2 separate regions of the Gossypium hirsutum genome follow, and region 1 is linked to region 2. Evidence: chromatin contacts called from public Hi-C data. All regions are on one chromosome and are shown on one strand. Each heading gives the region's core, a stretch centred on a gene start, on an enhancer-like site or on the middle of the called end of the contact. The rest is flanking DNA. Distances are from core to core; before and after follow the strand shown. Region 1 has its middle 10 kb from the start of LOC107957349. Region 2 has its middle 13 kb from the start of LOC107961504.

The links. A called contact is a pair of places that touch in the nucleus more often than the background predicts.
Region 1: a Hi-C map of leaf shows a contact between it and region 2, with 1.8 times the contacts expected there. The contact joins two enhancer-like sites. A contact is called at or near these places in 3 of 34 Hi-C or Micro-C datasets (hypocotyl, leaf and seedling).

What each region holds. Positions count from the first base shown.
Region 1 is chrA05:44,512,735-44,516,244 of Gossypium_hirsutum_v2.1, forward strand. No RefSeq gene overlaps it. Among protein-coding and RNA genes, the nearest start is that of LOC107957349, 10 kb to the left of the region's middle. Within about 2 kb of position 2,112, at least 1 of the 9 cell types and tissues checked has an H3K27ac peak or open chromatin away from gene starts, as enhancers often do. A contact at or near this core is called in leaf, where this site is marked.
Region 2 is chrA05:44,446,238-44,450,073 of Gossypium_hirsutum_v2.1, forward strand. No RefSeq gene overlaps it. Among protein-coding and RNA genes, the nearest start is that of LOC107961504, 13 kb to the left of the region's middle. Within about 2 kb of position 2,409, at least 2 of the 9 cell types and tissues checked have an H3K27ac peak or open chromatin away from gene starts, as enhancers often do. A contact at or near this core is called in leaf, where this site is marked.

The DNA.
Region 1 (3,510 bases), core at 862-3,361, 66 kb after region 2:
AAAAATTCAGGTACCTGATCTGTAAATTTCATGTTTTGATTGGCAACTAAAAGAAAAGGCTTTAAGGGTGCCGCCTGACAGTATAGCGGCACCAAACTTTAAATAGGATAAATTACTTCATAAACCCCCATTGTTTATTGTTTTCTTTTATTCTCCTTTAACACCAAAAATAGAGACCTCTTACCAATTGTCCAAAAAAATTTTCTACCAAAAAGTATTTTTTGTAAAAAAACGATTTCAACTGAAAATAAATTTCATTTATTATTCGAAAAATAATTTTTTATTAAAATTATATTAGATATAAAAGGTAACAGTATTTGTAGTAGTTTTCTTTCACTCATATTATATTTGAAAACTATAAATTTAACTAATAATTATAATTTATACATAATAAGATAAATTGATAATAAAATTATAATTATTTTTTAAAAAATAAATAAATTATTTTCATACAATATATAACGAGCTTGTACTGTGTATACGATGGGTGAATATATGCATATTTGAATTTCATAATTTCAAATTTTTTTGTTTGACGATTAAAATATTGAAACTAAATATTTTAAATTAATCCAAATTCATTATTTGGAAAATTTAAATTTAGATTTGAATTCAATAAATTCTAAATTTTAATAACGCTTTTTTAATTTAATTATTTAGGAAGATTTTGGACATTATTGTTTGAACCGGATTGGACTGACCAGTCAGACCAGTAATTAGTCAAGGTATCGATCTAGAGAAAGGCATTAGACAAGTTGACTCAGGAACTGGTACAAATCTGTTAATTGAGTGGTTGAACCAAAATTTTTTATTTTTTAATAATTTTATTTTTATGAAAATTTAAAGATTTATTTAATAAAACCAGATAAATTGATCAAACCGAACGAACCAGTTGGACTAACAAACCAGTTATCTAATCAGTTTGATCACGAGTTCGATTATGAAAACTTTAATTTTGAATGAAAAAATGTCTTTTCCACTTTGTTATGAACAATTTAGGATAAGATTGTTTGTTTCTGTATATTCTTTCAAAGATTTTTTTTTTAAAAATTATGAATTGGCCAACTAAATGTAACTTTCTATTTTTATATATATATATATATATATAATTTTTTGGGTTAAAATATTAAAAAGAACTCTCAACTTAAATTAAATGCTTGAAGCTTCATCACTGTTTTAAAATCGGATCGGCTGGTCAAACTGATTGGATCAGAGACTGATCGGGGTACCAGCCTGGAATAAGAGGTTAGATTGGTTGACTCGTAAATCGATTGAACTTGTCAAGCTAGTTGAATCAATGATCGAACCAATGATTGAACCAATTTTATTTATTTTTAATAATTTATTCAATTGAACAAATTGGATCAGTTGAATCGAGAATCGGTGATCTGAAAATTAATTAATTATTGTTTGAATTTTGAAGGAAGTAAGAGTAAATAAAAAATTTCTCATGGTTTCTTAATCAATTTTGGATTTTGAAAATTCCAAGTTATAAAATAGATTTTAAAAATCCAAAATTTAATTCTTATAAAGTTAGACTTGAATTTGCCCAAATTTAAATCCAATATTTTATTCATTATCCAAATAAAAATTTTGAATTTTCAAATACATACAATAATGTAATTTGATTTAGTTTTAGGTGCAGAATTAAGCTATAATTGATTTAATTATAGTAAATGTAGATTTTGTTACTTTTATTGGTTATAGTTAAATCAATTATTAAAATTCATAATTCTAACCTATCAATGTAATTGGATTAATATTTATTTTTGTTTGTTTTTAATATATAATTAAAGGGAGAAATTCATTTTCATTAAAGTGGTTTCAACCGCCAATGAAGTAAAAAACTCTACAAACATGTTTAGGATGGTACCAAGTGTCCTTTTTATTTTTTTTAATTTTTATTTTACTACACCAAAATAAAAATTGACATCATCCTAAACTCATTTGTGGAGCTTTTACTTCACTGGTGATGTACAAGGTAACAATCCATTTTGTAAGACAACGACAACAACAATAATAATCTTTAGGGGGACCAATCAGCTTTATTGGTCGATTCAGTTGGGTTTTTTTGGGAACCGACTTGAAACCCATACATGGCATAGGCACATGGTGGGGCTTTGAAACCTATATATATAATCATATATAATGGGTTATGGGTTTTGAACCTGAGTACTCAAGACTTAGGGCCTCCGTCTTTGTTGACAAGTCTAGGCTTCATTGGCATTTTTTTATAAAGTAAGAATTTGTTTTAATAAAAATATTATATAAAAATTAAAATAACATTATTACCTTTTGGAGGCACTTAGTTCGAGAAATCTCACTTTAGAGGGTAATAAAAGATTCCAAAATGACATTCTCCTTTTGGATTTTGAAGATTACATATTAAGGTTTTCTTGGATTACCAATTACTTCCAACGAAATGGAATCTTAAGGGACAATCCTTCTTTATTGAATTTATTTGGTGTTTGGAACACTGATGGTGAATCACATTTGGATGGTTTAAACACATTGCACCCCCACAATATAACTTAGGGCCAGTTTAGCATTACTTTTGAAAAATGTTGTAAAAAAATACTTTTGAAAGTGTTATTGAGATTTTAGCGTTTAGCATTGCTTTTGAAAAGTGCTTTCAAGAAGATAAAAGGTCTATTTTAAACATGATGTTATAAAGTATAAAAACATGCATTTAAATGATATTAGAATTCATTAATAATTATGGTATATAAAATATATCATCTTAAATTATAATAAAATATAGAAAACAATTTATTATAACTCTTTATTAATATTTTGATACATAAAATATAAATTTTAAAACATTTAAACAATTAGTATGAAAAGCTTGTAAAATATGTTACGTATTAGACATTATAATTACAAACAAAGATAAACATTACAAATTAAAATATGTTACATATTTTAATTAAATTTTAAAAAGGAAAATAATCGCACACTCAATAGAAATATTACAAATAATACATTAGTGTTTGCAATTTAAATTGAATTCATTAAATTACAAGTTAAGACATTCATTGTTAATTCCATTTTATAATCACCTAAATTGTTTGATTCACTACCACCACTATCACCATCACTTTCTCTATCATGCACGTATTTTGGGTTAATAATATTCTTATATGCTCTATCATTATTTTCATATATCATAAAATCTGCATCATTTAAACCTAATTGTTTTCGAATAAAATTGTGTATCGCCATTATAGCAACAAGAATCATCGTTTATTTTTTTACAACTATAACTTGACATATACTTTAAAATGACCCATTTTTTAGCACACCAAATGTTCATTCAATAACACTATGTAATGATTGAATATTTCTTCTTACTAGATATAAGTCTACCCTTACGAAAATTAAGTAAATGATATCATTCTCCTTTATATAATCCGAGAAAACCTTTCATTTTAGGATATCCAAAACCAACAAGATAACATTTCCCTTCATGTCATAACATAATAAACAAACAATTAAAGAGCTTATACTTTA
Region 2 (3,836 bases), core at 1,159-3,658:
AGTATATGCCTTTAGGGACTTAATATTTGAGTTGAGCTTGTTTCAGGTGCTCAGTTGATGTAAAAATGAGAAGATGAGCTTAAATTGGAGCCAACGTTGAGACACCAATGCCTTTGCCATCAAATAAGGATTTGGACTTCAAAAATTTGCACATCTGAGTGGATTGCCTCCGAATTCATGGCACTAAAGATTTGGTGTTGTGACACTAGCACTTGTGGTCGTAACATTGGGCTAATGATGTCAAAACACTGACCACAACCCCTAAAGATAAAGAAGTTGAGCTGGCTAAAGACAATATTGCAACACTAAAAGGCTATTTTTGTGACATTGAATAGAGAAACCATCAACAAAGTTGATTGTTAAAGGTGTTGCAAGACCAACATGTTAATGTCACAACACCAGACCTTGATGAGGAAAATTTCTAAAGGGCATTTTTTAGTCCAACAAGTTTTTAAGTCAGATTTTCAATGAGGGCAAAATCTTCCTTTATAGGTCAAATGGTGTCAAACTATAAATGATACTTTATAACACTTTTTCCATATCGATTTTAGTACTTAGACCTTTTAGGTTAGATTCTTAGAGTAATTTTTGGAATTTTCTACTACACTTTGCTTTTCTCAGCAAAGGTATAGGGACCTCTTTGTACCTTTGTCATTTCCTTAAGATTTTATTAGCTTTTTCATATTTTGTTCATTTGATTTTGCATTTTAACAATTGGGTCTTCAATATTCCTGGAATCAAAGCATCAAACCTTTATCGATTCAAGGATTTCGTTAATTATTTTGAGCATTTGCAAACTCAAACTAATTTATATTATTTTCTTGTTTGATTTAGCATGAAATTGATTGGGTTCCTTGAATTGATAATGGGTCTTAAATAATTCAATTTATGATGGATTATTTGAAGTGTTAATTGGTTAATTTCATGTTTAGGGACTAGATTGTAAAATTTGAACTAAATTGAAAACCTAGAATTGACGACTCTAAGGGACTATCTAGATAGGTGAGATCGAAAGGAGATTCTATTGTGGATCAATTCGATTAAATCAATTTAATCTAGTGAGGCTGAGAGGTAAATTGGATTAAATTGCTTAATTGGGTAAAATGGTGTCCGAGAGGTAAATTAGACTATTTAGGAAAATTAGGCGTTCTAGCTCCCTAAACTAGGAATTCACCATTAACATCGATATTAATTAAACATATTGATTGTCTATTTTTTTAACTTGAGAAATTGGTTTATTTATAATTTAGTCCTTATAATTTAGTCATTAGCTTAATTTCTCTCTTTATGAGTTGTCGTACTATGCTATTTATAGAATAGCTAACTAGACTCTCATGTTTGCATGCTTGGTCGTTGATCAATTTTGTTAGCCTATCTCCTTTAGGTTCGAGCCTTAGGATACTCAATGTTACATTGTAAACATTTATAAATATTACAACTGACCTGTGACACTTGTAGTAAACATCGCACTTCATTTCACTTTATTTTGTTTGTTTGCAAATTTCTCTGCTCGTTTTATGCACACCGAGGCACGATCAAGTTGTTAGTGTCGTTACCAGAGAGATTTTGTGTATGATGATTGCTTGTTGATGATTTTTTATCATGCTTACGTTAGGAAAGCTAATTAGTTAAATTTAGACTTATAGATACAATTCTTATTTTCATTCTTAATTGTTGAAGTTTGTTTGAATTCTTGTCTGTTGTCCATTGGTTTGGTTTTGGGTGTGATAGTTGTGGATATCTAAGATTGCATGTGTGTATAGTGTGTTTTCTTAATATTTAAGTTTACTAAATTAATTAAAAATAAAATTATATAATACTTAATAAAAATATTAATTAGAAGAGTTTTACTTCAATAAGGACAAACTAAAATATCAATTGATATTTTAGTTTAATAAAGAAATTCTATTTTATCAACGTAAATATAAAAATTAAATAATCAATTAAGGAATTTCACTCTAAAAAGGACATTTATGTTAAATTGTTAATAGTAATAAAAGTAATTAATTTTTATTTTAGGATGAATAGATAATTTTAAAAATTATTAAAAGCATAAATGTAATTCACTATTTACAATTTTAGAGTTGATACTGTTAAATATATTGGAGATAAATTTTTTACACTTAATAATCTTCAATGTTTATTAAAAGATGTTTAAATATAAAAATTTCAAATTAATATATGGCTTTCTACATAGCTACTTACTCAAAAATAAAAAATAAAAAAAAATGGTATATACATACTTAATTCAAATTACTCTCATGCAATAAGTTTTTCTTATTGTAAAGATTTAGTCCATTATTAATAGATTCTGGTGGCAAAAGTCTCATGGTAGGCATGGTATTCATTGGTGTATGTGGTCCAAATTATGTGATTGTAAGCTACGTGAGGGATTTGGCTTCAGTTATGTGATTCATGGTATATAGACTATAGTTTTGCAAAAGGAGTTTGGGAGAAACTAGGGAGTATCTTGGCCATCAATTCACATGGACAGTAACATAACTAACTATTTGGCTTTCTTATATAACCACTATAATGTTAAAAAACAAATTGCAGGCAAATCTGGTTGCATGAAGGTATTTCTGAGATAATACAAGAGGAGAGTTAGAATCTCTGGCTACCCAATCGAGCCTTCTATGAAATTAAATGTCCGAACAATCCAAAAAGGAAATTAAGTTAGTAATCAGTACCTATATGATTAATGGAAAGACCATTCTACAAAGTTTGCAAAGTGTCAATTTAAGCATATTCTTATATGAAGCAATGTTGCAGCACATCAACTGGAAAAGGAAGAATTTCGTGGGAAGGGAGCGTTTATTGGATTCAAGAGGTCCTGGAATAGTAGGCCCAAGTCCAAGTCAACAGGAAAATAAATTAAAATTTTAGTCATCAAAATAGAACGAATTATTCAAAAATTTTAAACGCATTGGGTAAACATTTTTTTAAATAAAAAAAAAAGTAAAATTGCGGTCCCTTATGTCCTACTAGAAAGGTTTTCTTTATTTATTTTATGTTTATAAATATTTTAATTTAAATGGACCCAAAGAGTCATTAGTAAAGTGATATAAAAAATTATGTTATTATCAAATCACTTAATCTCGAAATCATATGGTCCAATATTCTTCTTCTTTTTTAGGTTTTTTTAAAGATATAAGTTTAGGATTTGCATTTAAATTTAATTTTTTAATTATATTGATAATAAAATATACAAATAAATATTGTAAAACTTAAATGAAATGTTTGAAAAATGGGTGGGAACTTACGGACTATTAGCATAGACTAGCTCTAATTAAAAAACCCAGCGAGTCAATTTTAGTCTAACCAAATAGGCCGATGCTTCATCATGTTATCAAAACCAAAGCCCTTCTCATGCTAAATGACCCAATCAATGGTTTCGTAATTACTATTTATTTTTACCTTTCAACAGTTTAATCAGTGAGTAGTGACTGACGAAGCTTCAATTTTATTTTATATATATATATATATAAATAAGGTCTCAATTAGATACTAAAATAAAAAAAAATTCAATATGTTACTTATATTTGACCTTAATTTTTAAAAATTATTTTATTAATCAATTTGATCAAACACTAAATTTGATCATAGAATCACGGGGCCAAAATTATCTCAATTTTCCCCTTTTGCATGCACTGAAATCAATATCCAAACATGAGGAATTGTATTATCTTTTAATTTAACTAAATGATTAACATAGAAATTCAAGTTATTAAGTTGCTTATAATGTAGTTATACTATACCATGTTGGCCCTAGTTTTGATTACCATATCCATCATCATGTCTAAACATCTTTCTTGACCAATAACAAAAATCACATT